Regions from separate parts of the Vulpes vulpes genome. Here region 2 is linked to region 1. A link is a contact called in public Hi-C data. All regions are on one chromosome and are shown on one strand. Each heading gives the region's core, a stretch centred on a gene start, on an enhancer-like site or on the middle of the called end of the contact. The rest is flanking DNA. Distances are from core to core; before and after follow the strand shown. Region 1 holds the start of TPP2 (tripeptidyl peptidase 2). Region 2 holds the start of ERCC5 (ERCC excision repair 5, endonuclease).

Region 1 (4,676 bases), core at 1,007-3,506:
ACAAAGTTATTTGCTAAAGCAGGAAATGTCTAATGTGGGAAGCCTGGGTGGCTCAGAGGTTGAGCCTTAGGCCCAGGGTGTGATCCTGGAGTCCTGGGATCAAGTCCCACATCGGGCTCCCCACACAAAGCCTGCTTCCCTCTCTGCGTCTCTTGTGAATAAATACATAAAATCTTAAACAAAAACCCCCAAATACCTAACACATATTTATCCTTCATTTGATTTAAATACCAGCATAAACTTCTAAATAAACCTGCTCCAAAAAAAAAAAAATATTAGTGTTTACTTACCACTTTTCTTGAGCCCTTTAAAAAGTCACATGTAAATAATTTTCTCAATTTTCCTAGCAACACTGTGGCATAACTGCTGTTACTTTGCAGAGAGAAATGGAACAATAAGTGAAGCAGACTGGGAAGTTCTACAAAAGCATTTTTACTGAGACAGTACTCCTCCAAACCCTCCTGATCCTTTTATTATCCTGACAAAAAAGGAGCCAGTAAACACTTACCCCAGCTGTTCTCCTCCCACTTATCCCTATAAAAAGTAAACATACACTACAACAGCATGGAAACCATTACTACTGTGTAATAAAGCCTCAATGAGGTGATAGCTGTCACTGTTGTAAGTCTTCAGAGTTATTAATACAACAGCCCGTTACCACTAGAGGTACCAGGAAGGGACACATCACTTGCTATTCTGATTCACCAAGGCTGTCTGGCTCTGCCAGCCCGAGGTGTGTTGTACTCCAAAGGGCTGCTGAAGAATTCACAGGGGGAAGCAAGCCTCCTGGAGGGATGCGGCACAGAGACAGACCGGTTCCCTTTTTGCCCCCAAGACATCCTAACCTCGGAGAGCGCCACCTCAATTAAGAGAGCGAGCGTGCAATAAAAGATCCAAAGGCCAGAGGGTACTTGGGGGAGGAAGAGAATCATTCAACTCCAGCATCTGGTGTAGAAAGGAGGGTTAAGTAAGGTACACAGCGGACGGGCTCACAAAAGGAAGAGAGCAGCGAACGACAGGATTAGATTAGATTTTTAAGAGACGCATCCTCAACAATGGTGACATTTTAGGACTGTATTTCAGTAATAGGCTAAGGCGAAATTCACAAAAGTCAAACTCTGAAGACTTAGAATACTTTTAAGCGAGAGACACACATCTTTTAAAGTCACCTTTGGGTACAGTGCTTTAAAGATTTCGAAGGTGCCTATGGCAAAATCAATGAATTTTTTAAACTCGTAATTAGGGTATGTTGCCTTACACCTTGAGGCTAAAACAAAACCAAAAAACAAAAAACAAAAAAACATACGAACAACAACAAACCACAGAAGCCTCCTCTCATAAAGCCTGAAGAGTTCGCCAAAAACAAACTAAATTGGGTTCTCATGTAAAACAAAGACGAAACCAAGCGTTTCAATGACCCTAAACAAGTTACACTGCAGAAGATGGTTTAAAAATAGAACACGTAAAACTAGCAGAGGAAACAATTCCGGAAGTTGACCGAGTTATCTTCTTGAAACCCGGCTTTCATGCTAAGGACAGATTCTCCCCAAAACCAAATCTCCCCAACGACAGCAACCAAAATGAAGTTCCGAGAGGTCATCTGCCCCCTTCCTGCTTCCTCCCCACCCCCACCCAAAATAAAAAATGTGAAAATCGCAGGCAGGGGCCGGTGCCCGAGCCACGAGGGAGCTGCGGGGGAAGGGGCCCGAGGCCCGGGCCCGGCCGCACCGGGGCAGGAAGGGGATGCGGGGCCAAGGGCGGACCCAGGCGGCCCGGCCAGCCGCTTTTGTCTGGGCCGGGAGGGCTGCCCGGGCCGAGCCCCGAGCCCCGCGCCCCGCGCCCCGCGCCCGCCTCAGCCGGGGCCGGCTCCCGCTCGGCCGCACAGCGGGCTTCGGCCTGCGGGGCTCCGGGCCGCTCCCCTCCGCGCCCCCGGCCGGCCCGCGCCCCCGCCCCGCCCCCGCCCCGCGCCCGCGCCCGCCCTCCGCGGCCGCCGCACCTGCATGCCCGGAGCCCCGGGGTCGACCCCCGTGTCCAGGACTGCGATGAGCACCCCCCGCCCGTCATACTCCGGGTAGCGACAGAGGAAGGAGGCAGCCCCGGTCTCTTTCTTGGGCAGAAGGCCGTGGAAGGGGAAGGGCTCCTCGGCCGCGGCGGTGGCCATGGACGCAGGCTGGAGGACGAGGAAGAGGCAAACTGCCAGGCTGCGCGCGGACGAGCGGCGCGAGGACACCCGGGCGGCCGCGGGCCTGGGCGGGGGCGGGGGCGGGGGCGGGGCCGGGCGCCGGCCAATCGCGGCCCGCCAGGGGGAGGCGGCCAATCACGCACCGCGACGTCAGCCAAAGGCGCCGCTCTCCGGGGCCGGGCCGGAGTGTTGCCCGGGCCGCAAGGAAGGAGGCGGAGCCTGAGTGCGCGGGGCCGGGTCTCGCTTCTCCCCCCGGGGTCTTCAGGAGGCCGGCGCTTGGGATGGTGCTTAGGTAGGGGACCGGGCTCCGAGCGTGTCCCGGGCGAAGCGTTCCCCGACGGACCGGGAAGGAACTGTGCCGCCAGCGCGGCGGAGCCGGAACTCGCGCGGGGCGAGTGATGGTTTCCGCGCTTGGAGCCTTGGACCAAAGTTTTCGGGGTCCGCTGCGGGAGGAACGCCCCGACCAGGGAAGGGGCCCAGCCTCGAGCCCCAAGCCCCCAGCCCCCAGCCCCCAGCCCCTGGAGTCGCGGCATGTCGGCGGCTGGCCCGGACGTAGAGTTCCGAAAGACGGTGTTTGAGCCAGTGGTGTGGGGTTGGGGTCTCCCTGGGCACCGCTTAGGCGCGTGGGACAGGCCGGAGCCCCGGCGGCGGGAAGCGGGTCGGGGCCTTGCGTGGGACGCCGAGGCCCGCCCCTCCCGTCCTCGTCGCGTACTTACCTTTAGCTTCCCAGATTTCTAGGAACCACTGCTTGGCCCTTTAAGTCGAAGTTCCCCCGTTGTTCCTTAAGGTTCACTCAACTACCGACCCACGATCGGCAGTTCTGCGGATTCCCGGTAGCCATCGGTTGCTCCACGCCGCGCTCGTGGTTCTTTAGTGATCTGTGTGCACAGCTGGGCGACCGGAGCGCATCTGCGCCTCGGGTTACTTTGGCAACCTGCCGAGGCTTAGAGACCCCTTCTCAGCAATGCTTTTATTTTTTGAATTTTTTATTTATTTATTTTTAAAATATTTATTTATTATTTATGATAGTCACAGAGAGAGAGAGAGAGAGAGAGAGGCAGAGACACAAGCAGAGGGAGAAGCAGGCTCCGTGCACCGGGAGCCCGACGTGGGATTCGATCCCGGGTCTCCAGGATTGCGCCCTCGGCCAAAGGCAGGCGCCAAACCGCTGCACCACCCAGGGATCCCCTATTTTTAAAAATTTTTTAAAAGATTTTCTTTATTCATGAGAGACACACAGAGAGGCAGAGACACAGGCAGAGGGAGAAGCAGGCTCCATGCAGGGAGCCCGACGTGGGACTCGATCCCAGGACTCCAGGATCACGCCCTGGGCCAAAGGCAGGCGCCAGACCAACGAGCCACCCAGGCGCCCCTACATCACCCGCTTAAACATGTCCAGTTGAATGTTACTCTTTGATACCTAGTAGTGTCTGTTTATAAAATATCTGGACATATTCAAAGTCATATTCAAAACACGTATTTACCTAAGTTGTACACCCAACATGGGGGCTTGAATGCACCACCCCAACAGCAAAAGTCAGTGGCAGGTCTACCGGCTGAGCCAGCCAGGTACCCCCAAAATATATCTAAAACCAGTCATTTTACATCACTGTTTCTTGAAAGTTTATTTCCATTCTATGGTGTTTTCTCCTAATGAAATCCACATTTATAATGGAAAGTCAGTGATCACTTATGATCTAAAAGTTGTGTGTTAAAATTTAATTTTAAACGTCTTCCTGGAAAGAAAGTATGAAAATTTTTCTTTTGGATTAAGTTATCTTTTAATAACCAGAAAGTTGATCAAAACACTGTGGACAAATCTTAAACTTTGATTACAAATTGCTGAACAAAGGTCATTTAAAATGTAGCTTTCAAAAAGACGCGTGAGATGCATGTTACTGGGCTCTGTGATTAAAGATGGTTTTGCTGCCAGTATTCCAAATTGTCCCTTTTTGTTTGATGCCCCAAAGGCTACTTCCCCTGCAGACACTGCACAATAGTAAGATGATTTTTGCACCAAAAAGTGGTAGACCCAGATGTGACAGGTGCAAAGGAGAGTAAGTATATCCTTCCACCATATGCACATCTTCAAGCAGATACACTTAGAAAAGAGTAGATATGGGATGCCTGGGTGACTCAGCGGTTGAGCGGCTGCCTATGGCTCAGTGCGTGATCCCAGGGTCCTTGATCGCGTCCCACATCGGACTCCTTGTAGGGAGCCTGCCTCTCTCTCTGCCTATGTCTCTGTCTCTCTCTGTGTGTCTCTCATGAATAAATTTTAAAAAATTTAAAGAGTAGATATGACATTAAATGTCTAGATATTGATCGTTTTGAAATTATGACTTTTGTACCACAGTAATAATCACTATTTCATATAACCCCTAAAATCACTTTAACTCAAAATGAAGTCCTTTATTCTTTGTTTTCAAACCATAGTATCCACGCTCTGTGTTTACATTCTTTCCTCCTTTGCTTTAAGGACTTTCTCAGCTAA
Region 2 (5,131 bases), core at 497-2,996, 240 kb before region 1:
CCCCTACGCATGGTATCCTGCATAAAAACTTTTCAGCAAGCCACAACTTGTTACAGACGTAGTTCAAGATTATTCACACTGCAGAAAATATAATCATCATCTTAACTTTAATTTGAAAATTTTCAGTGTTCCATTATGTATAAGTTGTCTCCAGGCTCAATAATGGTTCCTCTCTGTGGCTCCTTCCGCAGAATTCTTACTCATTCTTAAACTGCATTTACCACCGACAGGAATTATTTACATGATTCTCTCCTCCACCTCCCTTATGAACTCCTAGGCTCATAAGTTCCCAGGAAAGAACTGGTGTAAGGTGCCACCAGCTTCCAGAACAGAACAGCCATTCAAAAGAGGAGGACGGAAAGGAGGAGAATGCTTAACGAATAAAAAGACCAAACTTTCACGAGTATTCATATTTTGATAAAGAAGACAAACATTTGGGAAGGCGTTGGGAGATGGGGTAACTAGGTGCTGGGCATTAGGGAGGGCACATGATGAGATGAGCACTGGGCATTATACTGTATGTTGGCAAAATGAATTTAATCTTTAAAAAAATAATAAAAAAGAAAAGGAATACAGGATCACAATTTAAAAAAAAAAAAAAAAAGAAAATTAAAACGTTTAATTCCAAAGACACCAAACCAGACAGATACACAAACGACGGTCCTTTAAAGTCCTTCATAGAGACTAGGAGGAGAAAACAAAACAACCAACCAACCACTGTTTCTCTTTTGAAGCCTTCCCAGTGTTGCACAACGTCGCTTTCCTATTCCAAAACCCATAATAAAAAATAGTAAAAGTTACTTTTCAGAAAAGAAAAGAAAAAAAGGTCGAACCCCTGTCCCCACCACCCTTCTTCTAACAAGCCTAGTGGGGCAGAAGTCAGGACAGACAGTACAAGTCCCGGTGGGGAAGTCCGCCGCGTCTTCTCCATGCTCACCTCCCAGCAGGGATCCTACTTCTAAGCCTTACAACGTTCACGAAGCTCCTTCCACTTACGTGACCCCCTTATTACTCACACCAACCCTGCGTGTGGATACTACCATCGCTGCCACCTTCCAGACGAGAACGGAGGCGCACACACACCCTAGGATAAACCCCGACGACTGCGATCCTGGGTGGCCTGACCCCAAAGCCGGGAAGGGCAGACACTCGGGGAGAGAAAGGGTCATCAAGGAGGTGGACGGCACCGCCCAGGGCGCCTGGCCTCCTGCCCAGCCACCCCGCGCCCAGTGGGGAGCCCACAGCGAGGAACTGGGACCTGGCGAGAATCCCGCACCCGAGGACACGTCAAGGATACCCACGGCGAGGATCTTCCCTTCCAGGGTCTCCGGGCTGACCTGCCGCCCGGAGCACTCCAGCAGCTTCCAGAGCCCGTGGACCCCCATGAGGCTGCGGCGACAGGCGGGGCGGCAGGCTCGCAACGCTCCCACCCGGGGAAGCCCGACAACAACGCGGCCGCAGCGGTACTTCCCGGTGGCGACGCTGCCTCACAGGAGAAAGGCGGGACCAGGGAGGGGCCGGCGTCGGGAAGAGCAAGTCCTCCTCTCGCCCAAGGCTTGCCCCAAACCTACGCACTCTAAAAGGAGGAGTGGGGGGGGGGGGCGTCGGCGAGATAAGCCGCCAGAAGGGGCTCCCCCCCACACACACACACACAGCCTGTCTCCTTAAGCTAGTGCGTAAACCGACGCAAAACGGGAGCGCCCCGCTTCCGTCTAATGCAGGCTCCAGGCGGAAGTCCCGCCTCCTGGCACACGTATATTGGCTGCGCCTCTCCACCCCGGAAGCGGGGTGGCTTCCGTCGCTGTGCGTGCGTCCTGCTGTTCCCGAACCGCCTCCACGCGGGCATTGTCGCCGCTAACCCTCCCCGCGATGCGGAGTATCTGCTCGCTGACGTGACAGTTCTCCACGTGGCTCTTGCGGGTCAGTTTCTCCCCGCCCGCCGCCAGTTCTGCAAACTCTTAATACCGACTATTGTTTTACATGAGAGGCGACAACAGAAAGGGGGATGCTTGGCTGAGGTTCTTAAATCAACACGTTTTTTTTCCCGACACCCTGTAGTAGCTAGATAATAATAGGGCATCGTTTTTAACTTAACCACCTTTTAAAAGCCTTAGCCCTTGAAATATAGTTTGGTGTTTCTCCGGTGTCTAAATTTAGGATTCCATGTTCCGTAGGTCAGAAGTGACGAGAGACTTGGTCGTGAGAGTAGTTGCTGGAAAGGCGGTTGCAGGCCCAGAGTCCGATCCCCACCACGCCGCGTCCTAGTGTTCGGGCTGGTTCGGGGTTTGGCTTTTCCTCTGCAGATGGGGCATAAGATCCATCTTACAGACTGTTTTAGCTAGGAATGCAGGTGATGTATGAAGACTGCTCACCACTACCATTCAATAAGTGATGACTCATCATACACATTGGTTCTAACTTGTATAGAAACGAGGTTGAAGCTCAATGGAAAGGTTGATTTAGGGCAGCCCGGGTGGCTCAGCGGTTTGGCACCGCCTTCGGCCCGGGGCGTGGTCCTGGAGTCCCGGGATCCAGTCCCACGTCGGGCTCCCTGCATGGAGCCTGCTTTGCCCCCTATGTCTCTGCCTCTCTGTGTCTCTCACGAGTAAATAAAATCTTTTTTAAAAATTACTTTTTAGGAAAACCATTGCACAATTTTGGGGGTTTGGGGGTTTGTTTTTTGTTTTGTTTTGTTTTTTGGGGGGAGTCTTTACTCCATTTGTGGAGTCATTCCCAGAAATGATTACTGGTTGTATTTTACAGAGGTTAATATAATTGCCTGTTCAATGTTTGTTGTCCCCCTCCCCTCCACAGGAGGCTATAGACTTACTGAAGCCAAGAGCTATTTTGTTGACTGTTAGGACCCCACATACACTCCATACACTTAGCAGGTGTTCCATAAATATTGCCTGAATGACTTCTTTCAACCTCTAAAGCTGTGGGGTGTATCTTGCATCCTCCTGAAAGAGAATGTCCACAAGTCAGGCAGCCCGTGGTCCAAATCCTGCCCAAGCCACATCATAACCCTGTGTTGGTGGGCTCAGCTCTCTGTGCACCTCCAAAATTTATGTGGCAAACCCCTAAACCCCAACACCTCAGAACGTGACTGTACTTGGAGATTGGCCTTTGAAGGGTGATTAAGCTAAAATGAGACTGTGAGGGTGAACCTAACCCATTCTGACTGGTGTCCTTATGAGAGGGAATTTGGGCACACAGACACCAAGGATGTGCACACTGAGGACGAGGCCTGTGAGGACACAGCGAGAAGGTGGCCGTCCACAAGGCAAGGAGAAAGGCTCAGGTAAAACCAAACCTGTCAACCCTTGATCTCAAACTTGCAGCCTCCAGAACTGCAAAAAATACATTTCTGCTGTTTAAGCACTGCAGTCTGTGGTATGTTATGGCAGCGCTAGTAAACGGAGACACCCGATGATCCTAAGCAAATTTCTTCACCAGTGAGGGTCTGGGAGGGAAATAGTGGTGCCACCTATTTCTTAGGGTTCTGAGATCGGTGATTTTTATATGAAACACCTAGTGGGTAATAGTGATCAAATTAGTTTGTTGAGCGAATGATCGAGGGAGAAAATGCTATGGGTAAAACTGATATGCAAACTGTGATGAATCCCGGAGCAAGTTGTCTGGTACAAGGCAAGTTTGGACGTGTTTTGGCTACTGCACCAGCCTGGCCTAATGATGGGGTGTAGCACTGGGGATAGGAACAATTTCAGGATTTCATCTAAAACATTTTTTATGTCTACAAGCTGGGTAAAAACAAATAGCAACACAGGCATCTGAATATTACATGTGCTTTTAAAACCAGAGCAACATTGCTTGAATACAAAATATTCTTTTGAGGGAACAGTCACAAGGGGTGTGTATTTGACTTACCTAAGGAGTTCTCAAGATTCTGAGCAGTAATACACACTTTTGGAGTAATAATAGCAAGCACTGTCTGCAAAGCACTCTTCTAAACACTGTACATGCATTCACTTATTCTTCAGAACAATTTATAAAATAGATGCCATTATCCCCAACCAATGCGGAAATAAGCACAGAAACATTAATCTTAACTTGCACGTAGTGATGCAAAGCTAGTGAGCATGGAACCAGTATTTGAAACTTCAGTGCTTCTATGGAGATTCCTAAGAAGCACTGACCAAGAAATCAAATGTGACAGGAATGTTACTCATCTTGAAAGAGAAGTGCACAGTGACTTGCACATAGTTTTGGGGGAATTAGTCTCTATAAACCTCAATGTGCTCTTAATAACTGCCGAACTTATATATCAAGTTATTAAGTAATCCTATATATCAAAACTTTTATAAAAATTGTTTATGGCCAATAGGTAATTCATATAAACTCATCCTCTTTCTTAGGTGTCACTGTATTCTTAATGTTGCATTGGTCTCCTTTCCTCTTGGTTCTATCTGTCTCTTCTCTGAAATGTGTCATTGAACTCAAACTGCTGATATTCAACCATGTTTGACCTACAAAAGTGACAACTTTGTTTAGGTCAAGCCCATATAACTAAATGTTCTATTTCCTATTTTGACGTCTTACAGGAATCTAAAACTATAGTCATAATTTATATCGTTCCACTGATTATAAAAGTCTGATACAAGAAAGTTTCTTCTAACACACTACTTAGGCACAATTGTCACAAACTTCCAACAGAATTCCAAGGGCACTCCCCACCTAAAACAAAGGTTCAAAGCATTCACACTGTTAAAAGTAGAAAACAAAACTTTATTTGATGAAAACTTCTTAAAAGTTCCAGTGTGAAGTAACAAAATCAACAACCTACAAATCTCCTCATTCCTTTGCATTTCACGCAAAATATTCTCTTCAGAAAAATGACCCTTTTGTAATATATATCCCTGTCTGTAGGCTAGGCATGTCTGAGTGGATAAATGGATATAAAATTCAAAAGAGAAGAAAATGAAAATATCCTAAAAATAAAAATCTGAACCCTCTTCCTTGAGGTGTATTGCAGTATGGTTACCAACACATTCAGCACCTTGTAATAATCAAGTTACTGATGTGAGCATGGAACAGCCCCTGAAATGAAAGAACAAGTCACAGGTTGGCAGCAGAATAAAAATTGACATCAACTAGAGAGGAGCTCAAATAC

Evidence for each region. Hi-C and Micro-C count contacts between places; a contact is called where the count stands out from the background.
Region 2: a contact with region 1 is called in a Hi-C map of skeletal muscle, with 3 times the contacts expected there. The contact joins the promoter of ERCC5 here to the promoter of TPP2 in region 1. A contact is called at or near these places in 2 of 3 Hi-C or Micro-C datasets (both in skeletal muscle).

The regions. Positions count from the first base shown.
Region 1 is chr6:51,958,028-51,962,703 of VulVul3, reverse strand. It overlaps TPP2 (tripeptidyl peptidase 2), which reads right to left and starts at 2,256. Exons shown (of 29, transcript XM_026008891.2): 1 at 1,997-2,256. The coding sequence starts at 2,161.
Region 2 is chr6:52,192,951-52,198,081 of VulVul3, reverse strand. ERCC5 (ERCC excision repair 5, endonuclease) reads right to left here and starts at 1,746. Exons shown (of 15, transcript XM_026008881.2): 1 at 1,298-1,746. The coding sequence starts at 1,385. It overlaps BIVM (basic, immunoglobulin-like variable motif containing), which reads right to left. Exons shown (of 10, transcript XM_026008882.2): 10 at 4,726-5,131.